Regions from separate parts of the Mus musculus genome. Here region 1 is linked to region 2. Evidence: chromatin contacts called from public Hi-C data. All regions are on one chromosome and are shown on one strand. The core of a region is the stretch at or near the end of the contact, and the rest is flanking DNA. Distances in the headings are between cores, read along the strand shown. Region 1 has its middle 20 kb from the start of Cdh22. Region 2 overlaps 1700025C18Rik (RIKEN cDNA 1700025C18 gene).

Region 1 (7,292 bases), core at 109-2,608, 180 kb before region 2:
TAGGCGACAGCTGTGATTATCTGCTGTGCCTTGTAGGCTCTGGCTTCAGCTCCTGTTCCTGTGGTGATGTGAGTTCAGGCCAGCTCCCGGCCCAAGGGCCCGGCTCTCTGTGACTCCCGATCTCCCTCAGCATGAACAGCTCTCCATGTGCCTTCCGTGGGAGTGTGGATGCATCCAGAGGCCCAGGGTGTGGCCAGCTCCTGGCCTGGCTCCCTCCTACCCCAGGAACTGTATCCCTGGCACACCTTTCCCTCCCCTCTGAGTGAAAGATGTCTTCAGACTCGTTCACAAAGCTTCCAGTCTTCTTTTAATATTGTCTGGGGTGCCTTCCGGTCCCCTCTCCCTCCAAATGGAGGTTCTGAGAAGTGGGATGATGGGAAGGGGTCTCAAAACCAGGTCTTCCAGACCCTTCCCTGGCCCTTCCCCACCAGGGTCCCTCTACTTTGCAGTTCTGCCAATACACTGGGGGAGGATAGCTCTTCAGATGCCTCCTGTCCAGAGGTTCATGCTCAAGGGCCAAGAAGTCAAAGGCTAGCTTGGCCTGTCTCCCTCTATACCAAAGAGTCGCCCCCCCTTTGAGGTTGAATGAGGCTTTTACAGGGGTTGCCTAAGGCCATGGGAAAACACAAATTCTATATCATGATTCGTAATAGTAGTAAAATTACAGTTATGAAGTAGCAAATAATTTGGGGGTTGGGGTCACCACCACTTGAGGAACTGTGGTAGAGGGCTGCAGCATTAGGAAGCTGGAGAACCACTGCTCTATCCAGAGGCCTAGTCCCTCTTCTGGGCCTGCCTGGGGCCTGCCACTGCCTCTGGCCACTTAACATGCAGCCCTGGTGGTATCGGTTGCAACAACCAAATGAGATTAGCTTGCTTGCTAACGCAAGTCCCCACTCGACACCACCCACGGCCCTGTACAGCCACCAGCTGTCACAGTGAGCCTCCCGCAGCCTGCCATCCATCTCCCATCTAAATTGGGACCAGTGAGGGCCAGGTGGAGGAAGAATAAAGGACTCTACCAGTCTCGGAAAATGTTATCTCTCCCTGGTGGGGGGTCAGTGATGGAGTGGGGTACAGAGGGAGACAAAGAGGATTCAGGGTCTACACAGCCACCTGTCCTTCATGAAGGAGGACCCCTCCCAGGGCCACCTGAGTCACTGGTCCACATGTCTCTGAAATTGCCTTAGCTTCTCCACACATAGGACACCTGGCCAGCTGCCAGCAAGATGCTGCCAATGCCACGCAGTGGTCTGCAGTCCGGGGATGAAACCCTCGCCCCTCTCTTACATTCTCCAGAGGATCCAGCTGACAGGAAGCAGCCAATGTGAGCGAGAGCTCCCTCTGCCTCCTCTCCTTGCCTAGAAGGGAGAAGAGGCTGCGGCATCCCTGTCCTCCCCCACCCCTTTCCTGGTTCTTGTCATCTTCCCACTCTCCTTCCACAGCTTCCCCGCTTCCCCATGTATTTCCAGACTCTCTCTTCCCATCTGCAAGATGGGGATGACCCTGCTTATCTCAGGGGCTAGCGGAGGCTTGAATGAGCTTACCGTTCTGTCTGACAGTGAAATATATATATATATATATATCTCAGTCCTAGCGATCATCTGCTGTCACTGACAACTCTGTTTCCCCTGAGTCTGTGTCCTCTGTCCCCTGGCCTTTGTCCAGTCATGGATCCTTAGCTCAGTAAGTTTCACTAGGAGTAGAGGGCTCTTCCAGAGATGGCATGCGAAGCAGTGGGAGGAGGGAGCCTCAGAATGCAAAAGCAGCTTGGATTAGAAGCCCATCACAGGAAATGGCTTTCTTATCACGGCCCAGCCTGAACTGCCAGGTCCAACATTGGAAATTGAATTGCTTCCCCCCCCATGGCTGCCTCTCTCTTGCCCCTTCCCTCTGCGACTGGGTCTCCGCTGGATGAGACCAAGAGAGGGAGGTAGGAGAAACAGGTAGTCCAGATGGGGGCAGAGGCTGGAGGTCAGCTGGACCCCGAGGGTGGAGACAAGACAGGGATGAGGGGACAGAGACGGCTGCCGATGTCTCTGCGGGTTGCCTCCACACTCCATGTCCATCAGGCCCAAGTTTCATGGGCCAGGTTGTGCCCTCTATCTTCTGGCCCCTGTCCAGCCTCCACCTTGGCGCCTCGGCAGGGCCCAGGGAAAGGCCCTGATGGCCGGGGCAGATCCCTGGGCTGGAGCCCACCAGTGCTAGGAAGAAGCTGCAGTGAGTTCCTGGCAGAGCGAGGCTGCAGGTGGTCGGGGAATGGGCTGTGGTGGCCAGGGACAGGCAGCTGTATAATCCGGCAAGCTCTCACTATGAAAGCCAGGAGCTAGAGACAGGAGGTGGGCAGGGTCTGGGCAGCAGGTGCTTATGGAGGTCTGATTTTCTGGTCTCTGGTGCTCACTTCAGGCTCCCAGGCAGGCCAACCTGGAGCCCAGGGCACAGCTTAGAGTCCAGGACCTCAGCAAGAGCTGCAGACACTGTAACAGAGGAAGGCCTGGGGGAAAGTCCTCCGTAGCTGTAGCCCAGCTCAGTGCCCAGACTTATGACAAAGCAGGTACCTGTCCCACCCCTGCAGCCTAGCTGCCCCTTATCAACTAGCACCTCTGTCTGCAGCTTGACCATCTGAGAGCCTCTCACTAACTAGCAGGCTATATCTAGGCAGGAGTCTCTCCTCTCAGTTCCCCTCTTCTGAGGGCCCAGTTTCCTCATCTCTGCACGTATGTCCACCATACATAGACTAATCCAGACAGCCTGGAAACAGCAGCCACAGAAGCCAGGGTGCCCAGCACAAGGAACTTTAGCCCAGGTTAGCCCAGGATCACAAGACTCCATTCTCCATCAGCCTATTCTCTTTCAACCCCCTCACCCTCTCTTTAGGGTGAATGGAAAAGATACTTTGTGAGGACTGGTAAGATGAACCAGTGGGTAAGCCTGGCATAAAGATGGAAGGAGAAAACCAACTCTATAAATTATCCTCTGATGACATACACACTGTGGCATGCCTTCATTTGTTCACAGATACACCGTGCACACACACAACTAAAAAAATTAAAAAAAATTTTTTTGAAGCAGGGTCTTACTGTGTAGCCCAGGGTAACCTCCAACTCAAAGCAGTCTCCTGTCTCCAGTTGCTGAGGGCTAGGACTGGCAGCGTACTCCACCATACCTACCTAAAATGTATTGCTGAATCTCAACTTCAAACATGATAAACCGTGATTTTTTTTGAGACAGGATCTTACAGATTCCAGGCTGTCCTCAAACTCTGTAGGTGACCTTGAACTTCTGATCTTCCCTTATACTGCCTGAGCAAAAATAGAGTTATAGGCATTGCCACCATACCTGCTGGCTTCTGGTCTTGAACCCACAACTGTATGCATGCCAGGCAAGTGCTCTACCCACTGAGCTACATTCTCAGCACATGCTATAGGCCTTAATCAAGCCATTTTACAGATGAATAAGAATAGACTAGCCCAGTGTGTCACGGGGCTCCCCCTCAAGCCAGCCAGTTCTACACTCCAGGAGGTCTTCCTGACAGTCCTTACTGGCCTCAAGCTCTCTTCCAACTGATTTTCCTAGCTTCCAGCTCACCTGTGCTCCCAGACCTGGCCAATTGCGGAGCCCCAAAGTTAATAAATCAAGGTGACTTTGGGGACAAGAATCGGGCCTCTTTCTCCCTTGTCCCTCCCATTTGCATAATCCTGGCTGGCAATATGATAATGATGTTTGTTAAAGACAGAGCACAATAAATTAATACCGTTAAGTTGTTGCTGCGAAATGCAAAGCAGGTAATTTACTGCCAGCGAGGAGTGGAGCCTTTAAACTGTAATGGATTAACTTTCCCAGCAGCAGCCAGTCCCCCGAGGGAGGGAGCTGGGGAGACTCGGGCAGGGCTGGAGGACCACAGGAACCCACCTACTTTTCAGAGTTATAGGTGGGGTGTTCAGGTCCTGTGGATTTCTTCCCCCACTGCTCTGAGCCCGGAGCAAGACAAGGAATGGTAGAAGGTGGCAAAGAAGTGCTGGGGTAGCCAGGGACTTGGTCTGGAAGCCCATCCCCCAAGAGGGTAGGGAGGCTTAGGTGTCTAACTGCGCACTGGCTCCAGGGTCTCAGAAGCAACCCCTGAGGTGAACCCTCAAGAGCACTTTAGATGCCCTAGGACCCGGCAGTCCACAGCCCCACCTCTTTCCTGGACCATGATCAGTAGGGGAGGGTCCGATTACGTGAACAGAGAGGGGCAAGCAAGGAGGGAAACAGCTAGGCAAAACTGAGGCTGACACCCTGGCTGGGGCACCTTCACAGCCCCCCAGCCTCTCCTCAGATTGAAGGCTTTGGAAGGAGGCAGAAAGGGTCTCCAAAGGGAAGAGGTTACTGCTGTGTGGGCCAGAAGGGTGCAGGAGGGGGTGGAGGCTGGAAGGATGGCGAGGCCTAGGCTGGAGTAGGCTTCTCAGAGACAGCCCCTCCCTTAGGGCTCAAGACAGCTCTGCCGGTCCGGATGAGAACTGCGCAGCCTCTGCTCAGGGCAGGCTGGCAGGCCGGTCCCGGGGACCCCAGCAGAATTCTAATTTGCCAGTTATCTCTGCAGCTTCTCTGGCAATATTAAAGGGGCGACGTTCTGCAGTCGGCTCCCAGGCTAATTGGATTTGGGCCTCTTCGCTCCTGGGCAAAGGAGGGGCAGCCTGCTGGGGGAGGGGAGGCTCAAGGACCTAGGCTGGGACCGTTGTGAGTGGCTGTGGTCCCTGAAACCAAACACTTAGGTGACAGCTCTTCCCAAAATCCTACTTGTAGAGTGGCCTTGCTTGAGCCTTTCTCCAGCCTGGATCCCATATTCTCTGGTCTCAGTTGGTGATAATATAGCAATGCCTCCTTCCTCAGGTCCTCCTCATGGCCGAGCCCTCTCTAGGTTTAGTACCACACCCCAGGTCCTCTGATTCTTACAGCCCAGTGAATATGCTAAGGCCTAGTCAAGAAAATACTCACGGTTAGCATTTCAGATCTGTAAGGTGTCTACAGTCCCAGTTTTTAAAATTCATTTGTACCCAGACTTGGCCCCGGGTTGGGGTGTGGTTGGGAGCCAGGGCAAGAAGTCAAGACATATGACAGCCAGCAGCCCCAGATTTAAATTTCCACAGGAGCCCAGCCCGCCCGTGGGGCCCTGGTAGGTGCTCTTGCTTCTCAGAGTCGGAGTTGGATTCGAGTAAAGGGAGAGATGGTAATGGTTCCGCATGCTGGGCTACTGTGCTGCCCGAACTATGAAGAAAGCACAAGAAAGCACTTCTTTCTATGGACAGATTCTTACCAGTGTCCCAAGGTTGGAGTTTCCCGTGGGAGCAGGTCTGCTTCAAGAACTCAATTAAGCATAGAGAATGTTCTCACCCTTCAGATGGGGAAACTGAGGCCCACAGTCAGAACAAAGAGTGGCGGGGTCAGCTCTCAGCCCGAAGTCTCTTGCTGCTTCCCTGCCCCTCACCATCTCTTCTTCCAGCCTCCTTTTGTCCTGGACGTCCGTTTCTGTCTATCTGGGTATTCCTCCCCTCCAGGACCAGCTGACCGGCTGGCTGACAGCCCTCTCCCTCTCCCTCTCCCTCTTTGCCATCGTCCACTGATGGTGGAACTGTCCAGACTCACTGCAGAGAGCCCCCCTCTGGAGGCTGCTCTTGCCATGCGTCCCCCGTCCCAGATGTTAATTTTGCCAGGACTTTGATAAATCTTCCTGTCGTCTCCATGAGCTGGAGACATAGATTTCATCTTATTGAGAGGTGACACTTCTGCCCTTTGGTACGGGCTATCAATTTCAAGCAGAGAGCAACAGAGGACCAGCCTTGTGTAACCCCTCTGCCACCACCACAGCCTCTCCTTAAGCCCACGGGGCCAGCCGGAGACAACTGCTTAACCTGTCCTTCCAAAGTGGCCGGACCCCTCCAGGTCTGCATCCTCCATGGTTCAGTGCACAACTATGTGGCTGGCTTCCAGCCCCTGGCACCTGCCCGGCTTTGCTGTCCAGGTGGCAGATGGGAGAGGCTGGGAACTGGTGTCCAGTTGTAAGCAATGACATAGGAACCGGAGTTGAAGCGTCCAATCTTGAATGGCACAGGGATATGGGAACGGACATCCTCAGGGTTCTGCTCACCAGGGCACAGTAGTACCATGTTCCTTGCGCTGCCTGCTTTTCCCACTGCAGGTCCTTCCAGGGATCACTGCCCTAACAACAGGTACCCCCCCCCCCAACCCTTTGCTCAGGGTCCTCTGCTGAGGGATGCTCTTCCCCGGATGCTGAGCCCTTAGAGACCTGATGCTGTCTGGCTAGTAATAGAGGAGCCTCAGGAAGGGACAGGGAGCTAGATCAGGTACAGCAGCTTACCTAGGTACTTGGTATCCCTGTATAAGAAGGCTGACACCTACAGGATGCCTACTGTGTGACAAGGACCTTTCTTGCACCAAGATCAAGTTTCATTCAAGCAGCAAGCCTGCATGGGCTTTCCCAGATCTGCAGAGGTAAGAAAGAAGTGTTCAGAGAGGTGAAGTGATTTACTGAATGCCACACAGCCCAGCAAAGAAAAGCTCTCATCCAAATTCAGGCAGTGCCTGCCCTACCTCATCGACTCTGTGTCACTTCTCCGGATAATGAGTGTGTGTCATGGAGCAAGGAGTATTTACCTCCCAGCCATGGCTTTAGGTGAGGGGGTAAAACAATGCCCTTCCTGTTGACAAAACTGCGGGGGGTCTGAAGTATGTGAAGAGGATAAACCCCAGAGTCAGCTACTCCCTCCAGGGTCCGCTACTCCCTCCAGGTCCTGTGGAATCATAGGACATTGAGTTGGAGTTCTATTTCAAACACACCATTGTACAAACAGGACAGCCAAGGTCTCAAGGGAATGGCTATCACCCAAGGTTTCATTCCATTACCAGGGCTCGGGCACACAGCTTGTGTCTTGGTCCACCCAAGCCTCCCAGAGAATTACTTGGGCTCATAAGTAACTCTCAGAACTCAGAAGTTCATGGCCTTTTTTTGTTTGTCTCTTTTTGATTTCTTTTTAAAGATTTTTCTACATAAAATATTTAAACTTCTTGAGCCTTAAAGAGACGTATCTATATGGACTTGGGAGAAGATAGAACAGATAAAGGCTTAGTACCCTTAATATATAAAGAGCTTTTTCCAGTCACTAAGAGAAGGTAAGTTTAAAAATAGATAAAACATATGAGCGAAAAATGGCAGTCCAGGGCCAAGAGCTCCAGGTTTCCGAGGATTCTGAGGGCGTTAAAACTGTCATTCCTTGTTAAATAGTGCTTATTTA
Region 2 (7,057 bases), core at 3,556-6,055:
CAAGTGAACTGAGGGCTTCAGCTCTAGACCACTCTCTGACTCAGTAGCCTAAAGCCAGTCTTCAGGGACCAGCAAGGGGGAGGGGCGGGGCTTTGGCACATACTGCCTCAAGCCTTCCCCTGCCCCAAGACTGGGACTCAGTTGTGCCTACTGTGCTCTGTGCAGCCACACAATGGCATCTGAGAGCCAGAAACTGAAGAATTAACACTAAACCCAGCTGGGATCTCCAAGAACCACACTCCACCACAGCCACCCGCCCTCTCACTTCCCTGTAGGCCATTGATCACTAATTAACTGGTGGCCGTGATCATACGGAACAGTTACAGATAGACATCACACAGGAACCCAGTTCTGGCTCTGTCCCCTTTCTAACTTCTTTCTCCTGGTCCACAGGAGCTCTGCCAGGACACGCGAGTGACTCGGGACTCCATCAGAAGCCCAGTGGTCTTATTTCGAACCCTTGAGATGACAGCCCTATTAACTCCAGCGGCTCCAGAGAAAGTTGAAGACCAAGGCACAGATCTGTCCCAAACCCTGACCTCCGAGGGAGGGTTACAGCCAAGTTCCTTCTCTGAACTCAGTGGAGTGGCAGGGGTGCCTTCCACCTAGATCCCAGCTTCCTCCGCTGCCCGCCCCCTGCTGGCCCGCCTGCCTGTCCCTCCACCATCTGCATGGATTTATTTCACGATAATTTCATTTTATCCCTGGCTCCAGAAAGATGGATTGGCCAGCAAGGTGACAGAATCAACATCAGGCTCATAAATCTGCTGTCCCTCTGTGAAGCTCACATGACGCCCTACTCGACGGGGGAGGGGTGATGAGGCAACAGTCCATCTCCCTCTCTCCCTGCCACTCGCACTGGGGGCAGGAGCAGCTGGAATGCTGAGACGAGAGGAGGACCCCCCTGCCCTAAAGCCCAGTGGTGGTGGTCACCTCTGTTACTAACTAACCTGGGCTTCTTGTCACTTGGCTGGCAGGGCACACCTTCCTGCCCCTCCTCAGCCCCCAGACACAGGAGAGGGAGCCATGGACTGAATGGGCACTGGACAGGGCAGCTCTTCGATTCTCCTCTAGACAGTCAGTGGGAGGCATCCTGCTGCACTAGAATAGGGGATTTGTGGACAGCCAGCTCGTTTCAGGAGGAAACATACGTACGCACACAAACCCACAGGCAGACACACAGGCGGCCATCTAACCACTACGCACACACAGAATGCCAGCCCACTCACATTAACACCTGCTGGAGAAGCGATGACAGGCTCAATCCCAGAAGTGTAGCAGCATCAGAAGAATAGAGAGATTGGGTCTCTGCTAAATCTTGAAATGGTACACACCCACTTCTGCGGGACCTGGGGTCACTTGCTCAACCTCTCTGAACTGACCTGACTCTCCCAGGATAACCACACATAGTCAAAGGATGGCTGATAAGACTGATTGAGGTAATGTAGAAGATGCTTCTGGGGCAAACTGGCCTCTGGAGTCACAGTTACTGAACCAATCACACACAAAACCCCCTTACCCCCTCTCTAGTCTGTAACCCCCTCCCCAAGCCTGATTCATCTCTTTTCCATATCTGGGCAGTCCCTGGTGCCCTCCAAGCGCAGCTCAAAGGAATGTAGCCCAGAGCCCCTCAGGTTTGAGGTCCCACCTCCCCGACTCCCTGTGAGGTTGCTCTTTACAGTCCCAAGTCAGAGCAGAGTGGAGGTTATTGGGTGTGTGTTAGCTGAGAGCTTGGACCCCACGGGCCCATGTGTCAGAGCAGAGATCCCAACGGGGTGGTCAAGTCTTCACCCAGGACAATTCTAGGGCCAAGCTGCAGCTACCCAGAACTGAGCCCCCAGCTTGACCCTAGTGGGATGACCGCGTCCTCCAGATATTAGAGCTCTCCAGTATTGCAGACTTCTGGCCTTGAGTACAGAGCCTGCACTTGGCAGCCATGGGGACCAGAGAGGCATCTTCCTAGTCAACTGGCTCTCCTGGTACCAACAGCACCTCTGCCCCACTCACTCCCCCTCAGTTCCACACACTTAGCCCACGCCCAGCCCAGGCTCCATCCACTCACACAGTAACGCTGTCCTGCGATCCTCCATACCGGCATCCCTTCCCCTCCAGACCCCTGAAATCCTACTCAAGGCAGAACCCAGAAGAGGCGTCTCTGCCTTCCTGCCTGCCTTCATCACTCCTGCCCTAATTAGTATTCCGAGGAGAGGCCTCTCTGCAGGCCCCAGGATTTGTTTGCCAGCCGGCCAGTTCCCTGTCTCCCCAGTTCGGAGTGAGTAATTCCGTCCCTCCCAGGCCCATTTAAGGGAGTGAATAATTAGTTACATTCAATTAGGCCTCTTGCTGCTACAGTGGCTCCTGCCTGCCTCACTTGGGGGGACAGGCTAGCTAATGAGACGCGCACACGTCTGACACAGGGGAGCGGGTGTTAAACACAGACGACCCCCTCAGCCCTCGGCGGGGTGCAGAGAGCTCAAAGAGAACAACCGGGGCCAGAGAAGTCAAGGATGGAGGCAGGAAAGTAGTAGAGGGAGTGGATGGAAAGAAAATGGATGATGGAGAGAGAGAGAGAGAGAGAGAGAGAGAGCCTCAGGAAGATCCAGAGGAAGACCAGAAGAGAGTATGCTTCTAGTCCAGCAATATCAGGGCTCCCTAACTAGTCAGGAGCCTGCCATACAAATGGAATCTGGAGCGATTAAAACCATGTTGTGGCTCTATATATTTATTGGCACGGAGAGACATCTGGTGTATCCCGCTAAGCAAAGAAAGCTGCTTACAAAACAGTGCATGTAATAATATCTCAAGTTTAAAAACTATTTGTGGCACACAGAAAGCAATTCTGAAAGGACCGTACCTTATGATTGGCAGGATGGTGGGAGGCGCACAGGTGGCCTTGTTTTCCTGGCCCTGTGCATCGCTCCGATGGGGGTGTGATTCTGGAGTATGGCTTTTATAATTAGCCAAAACAATAACACTTGTTTGAGAGAGAACCCGGGTGTGGTGAAGGGGCTGGAGATGAAGGAGGTGGGCAGGAAGTGGGAAGGATGGATTGAGGGCCAGACAGTCCCTGAAGGAAGTGGGAGGGAGGCCTGGTGTGAGGAGGAGGCAGGGGCTAGCTGGACAGACGGACAGACCCAGATCGACACATCCGCAGGGCAAGAGACAGAAGGCCTGGTGCTGAAGAGGAAGCACAGACCCAGCCCACTGCCCCTGGGGCAACACCTGCTGGGTTGCCAGCAGGTGATCTTTCTAGAATTCTTATTTTACCACACGACTAGTTTCAGAAAAGCCTCCTTCAGGAAGGACCTCCCCACCCCAAACTGCAGCACGATTCCCCACCCCCTTTTTAAATTAAAACTGCATCTCCCCACCCCGGCGGGTGGGTTTGTAATTTTCTATGCCCGGCTGACTCCAGGGGAGAGCAATCCTCCTCCGGGGCACAGCCTTTAATAACTTCTGCTGCCCAAGGAACCTACTGCAAGCCTGAGTCTGCGAGAGGGCATCTGTGTGCGCACACCTGGAGAAGGGCCACCTCAGGCTACGTTGTACCTAGTAGGGCTGCCCAAAAGCAGTGTCCAAGTCTTGGGTTGCAGTGCCTTGGGCCCAGGTCATTGTGTAACAACTTCAGCCAAAGCCCCTAGGGCTTCATCCAACCTCCTGAATGGCAGAGGATGAAGACGGTGTGCTTAGAACACGCTACCTGACCTGCTCATGTTCCTGTCAGGACTATATATATATATATATATATATAGTGTGTGTGTGTGTGTGTGTGTGTGTGCGCGCGCCAAGCAAAGGATTGAATACATTGAGATTCCCTGTCTTTCCATCCTAAACCCTCCATATTAACAAGACCTTCAAACTATAAAATTAGCTGCATTTGCGTGTTGGGAAACAACGCAGAACCCTCTCATTCCCCCCTGAGAAGCACCTTTAAGAGCCAATAGACTTTGCCCCAGGGAAGGGATCTTGGCCCAGGTGGCCTCATCTTTTCTAGTCTCCAGACCTACATCCTCGACCGCTTAGTTGCCCAGCTCAGACCCCCGTTTGTCCCAGTCTTGATGGGAACGAACTTAGATCTAGATCTCAGCTCTAATCCGAACAAGTTGTTTGGCCTCTAAGCCCCATCTGTGAAATGGGTGCAGTACGATCCCACACCTCAGATGAGTGTTCAGACTGAGACTGCCTGTTAAGTTCTAATCAGAACTGAGGAGTGAGGAAGGCAGGAGGACAGGCCTCATTTCCAAAGCATGGGCCCTGTGCAGAGCCAGCTCAAAGCAGAGCTATCATCACCTAGGACTGTCAAGCAGCCAGCAAGGACTTTAGAGTGTTACCTTGCTGCCACCTGCTGGCCACTATCAGCATCACAGGCACCCCTCCATCTCTGCCACCCCAACACCTGCTGGTCCTCCCTTTAACATTCAGGCTGGACAGGAAGGATCCTTAGAAAACCAGTCATTCATTCATCAGGGATGTGTGGCAGAAGCCCATACTGTAGGGAACTCCCGGCATCACAGACAGCTCATGTTAAGCTGCTGTAGAACCAGAGCATGCCCACCTCTTCCCTCTGGGAGGGATGCTAAAAGATACAAAAGTTACTTTGCTATGCTTGGCTCTGCAGACTTTCGGAAGAAACTTCCAGAAGCCGACCAGAGACATGAATGGAAGCAGACAGTGAGTCAGGGAGTTGAGCCAGGGAACACGTTGAACCGAGAAAGTGACAGACAAAAAGCAGCAGGACCATGCGCAGGCTGTGGGCGTGTGAGGTTACATCACTCTAGGGAAACGGGGTGTGGTCACCCCTCAGGGATAGGAGGCAGCTCAGCTGACATAGTGTTTGCCTGACATGCATAAAGCCTCAGGTTTAGTCCCTTGAACTGCACTGAACTGTTTCTGGTGGCTCATGCTGATAACCCCAGCACTGGAGGGTCAGCTTGCCCTCCTCTGCCGTGTGGTGAGTTTCAGGCCAGCCTGGCGTGCATAAGACACTATCTCAATTAGCTGGACTGATAGTGTGTGCTCCTGGGCACTCACTCTCCTAGCTGTTCCCAGCCTGGCCTGCAGCCACCACAGCCACAAAAGTATCCAGGATGGGGGAAGCCCCAACCATTAATCCCAAAGCCAACAGGAAACCCACTGCTTACACAGCAATGTGAGCCAAGGGCAACTGTACTCAGAGTGTGTTCTCTGATCCTGCAGTATCAGGACCACCTGGGGAACTTGCTGGAAATGCAAATTCTTGGTCCTGGTCCCAGATCTGAGCCAGAAACATGGGAGGTGCGGCCCAGCAATCTGTCTCTCGGCAACCCTCACAGTTGGTCACTTTGTTCCTTCAAATCCAAGAACCTGTAACCTGGAGGAGAGTCTGGAAGCCACCACCGCCACCAGCACCTGCCGCGAGGGTGTGACAGCTGCCCTCTAACAGAGGCAAAGGTGGCAGTGACTGGCCCAAGATCACTCAGGTAACAGGTGGGAGATGAGTCTTTTGCCTCTATCCAACACACATGCATGTGTACGCGCACGCGCGCGCGCGCGCGCGCACACACACACACACACACACACACACACACACACACACCCTGCCATGGAAGTTAGCGCCACCAACATTTGGGCTCTAGGCAGGGGATGAGTATTAGACCCTAAAGTTCTCCTCCCCCTCTGTCATACTTCCCTCTGCTTTCTAAACTGAAGCTTCCACCTGGTGCCACCAAATGGCCCTGGAAGCTCTTCTGGGAAGACTGCCAAAGCCAGGTGTCCTTCTCTTGGCTTTCAGCTGCACCCTCGTCCCTCAGCATCCCCGGCTTCCATCAGGACCAGCCACTGCCAGCTCCACCCTCTAAGCAGTGGGATCCAAACATCCTGAGACCCACGGGTTAAACCTCAGTAGGAGTCTTGCGGGAACCCTCTTTCAGGCACGTCTCCTCCTTCCCCTCCTTGTCCCCCGGCCTTCCTTCCCTCCCCTCTGCTCCCACTCCATCTGCCGCTCCTCCTGGCTAGGCTCCCCTACAGTTGGCACAGCAGGAAAAGAGAACAGGATGGTCTATTTTTATCCCGAGATGTTGTCGTGGGGCAGGAGAGGGACCCAGGATCTCCCTGAAAGCTGTCGCCCACCATGCCTAGGTTCTGGAAAGCAGAGAGCCAGATCTTGGAGCAGCTTGGAGATGAGAGTTCATGGGCCACTGCACAGCCCTGTGTCACCGATGGCAAGTCACTCCACCTCTTTTTACCCATTTGCACCCCTGCAAAACAGCGAGGCACACCGACCCTGCCTGCCCTGCAAGGCTGCTTCTGTGTACCTGAAGCCTTGCAAGCTTGCTGCTGGTTGTGAGCACACAGGCAAAACTCCCTGGAGACACAGCAGTCTGGGGACACTCTTACTTAAGCTCAGAAAAGATCCTAATTCTTTCAACCTAACAGCAAACCCAGCATGTCCACCCTTCATCTCCTTTGTACATGTTTGATGGTTTTTTAAAATTACATAATCATTATATGAATCTTCTGTTCTCTTGGAAAAATAATGAAGCATTATTGGAAACACAACACTCCCACCCACCCACTTCAGACCACACCATTCTTTTTTTAAAAAAGATAGTTCGTTTATATTATGTGTACAAGTGTTCCACCTGTGTGGACAGTGCACACATGATACACATATGCCCTGTGTGAGGGCTGGAAACTAAACCCAGAGCCTTCGCAGGAGCTGCTGCTCCTAGCCCTGACCCATCTCGCTAGACCACTGTCAAAGTTGGGATTTTCAATGCTTTGTTTTACCCACACAGGCATTCATGGTATCTTAGCTTTCCTTCCATATCTATACATACTGTATTCAAATATAATATGCAGCCTGCTTACATACTGTCATATCGTATATAAAAACTGTTTGAAGGATGTGTGGCTTTGTGTGTATGGTTCGGGTTGTTGGGAGAAGTTGTTGCTCTTTAATGTTTGTTTTTGAGACAGTATCATTGTGATGGTTTGTAAATGCTAGGCCCAGGGAGTGGCACTATTAGGATGTGTGGCCTTGTTGGAGTAGGTGTGTCACTGTGGGTGTGGGCTTTAA

Evidence for each region. A called contact is a pair of places that touch in the nucleus more often than the background predicts.
Region 1: a Hi-C map of cerebral cortex shows a contact between it and region 2, with 2.0 times the contacts expected there. The contact joins two enhancer-like sites. A contact is called at or near these places in 8 of 39 promoter capture datasets (the C10 cell line, the HPC-7 cell line, cranial neural crest and 4 more), 3 of 15 datasets of contacts at CTCF or cohesin (embryonic stem cells, large pre-B cells and pro-B cells), 33 of 484 Hi-C or Micro-C datasets (B cells, the BV-2 cell line, the C2C12 cell line and 20 more), 9 of 115 datasets of contacts at active chromatin or transcription factors (a beta-TC-6 cell line, craniofacial prominence, embryonic basal ganglia and 6 more) and 3 of 9 other capture datasets (adipose tissue, liver and pancreatic islet).

What each region holds. Positions count from the first base shown.
Region 1 is chr2:165,251,272-165,258,563 of GRCm38.p6, reverse strand. No RefSeq gene overlaps it. Among named protein-coding and RNA genes, the nearest start is that of Cdh22, 20 kb to the right of the region's middle. Within about 2 kb of position 1,358, at least 9 of the 459 cell types and tissues checked have an H3K27ac peak or open chromatin away from gene starts, as enhancers often do. A contact at or near this core is called in cerebral cortex, where this site is marked.
Region 2 is chr2:165,072,394-165,079,450 of GRCm38.p6, reverse strand. It overlaps 1700025C18Rik (RIKEN cDNA 1700025C18 gene), which reads left to right. Exons shown (of 3, transcript NR_033448.1): 3 at 394-758. Among named protein-coding and RNA genes, the nearest start is that of 1700025C18Rik, 15 kb to the left of the region's middle. Within about 2 kb of position 4,805, at least 22 of the 459 cell types and tissues checked have an H3K27ac peak or open chromatin away from gene starts, as enhancers often do. A contact at or near this core is called in cerebral cortex, where this site is marked.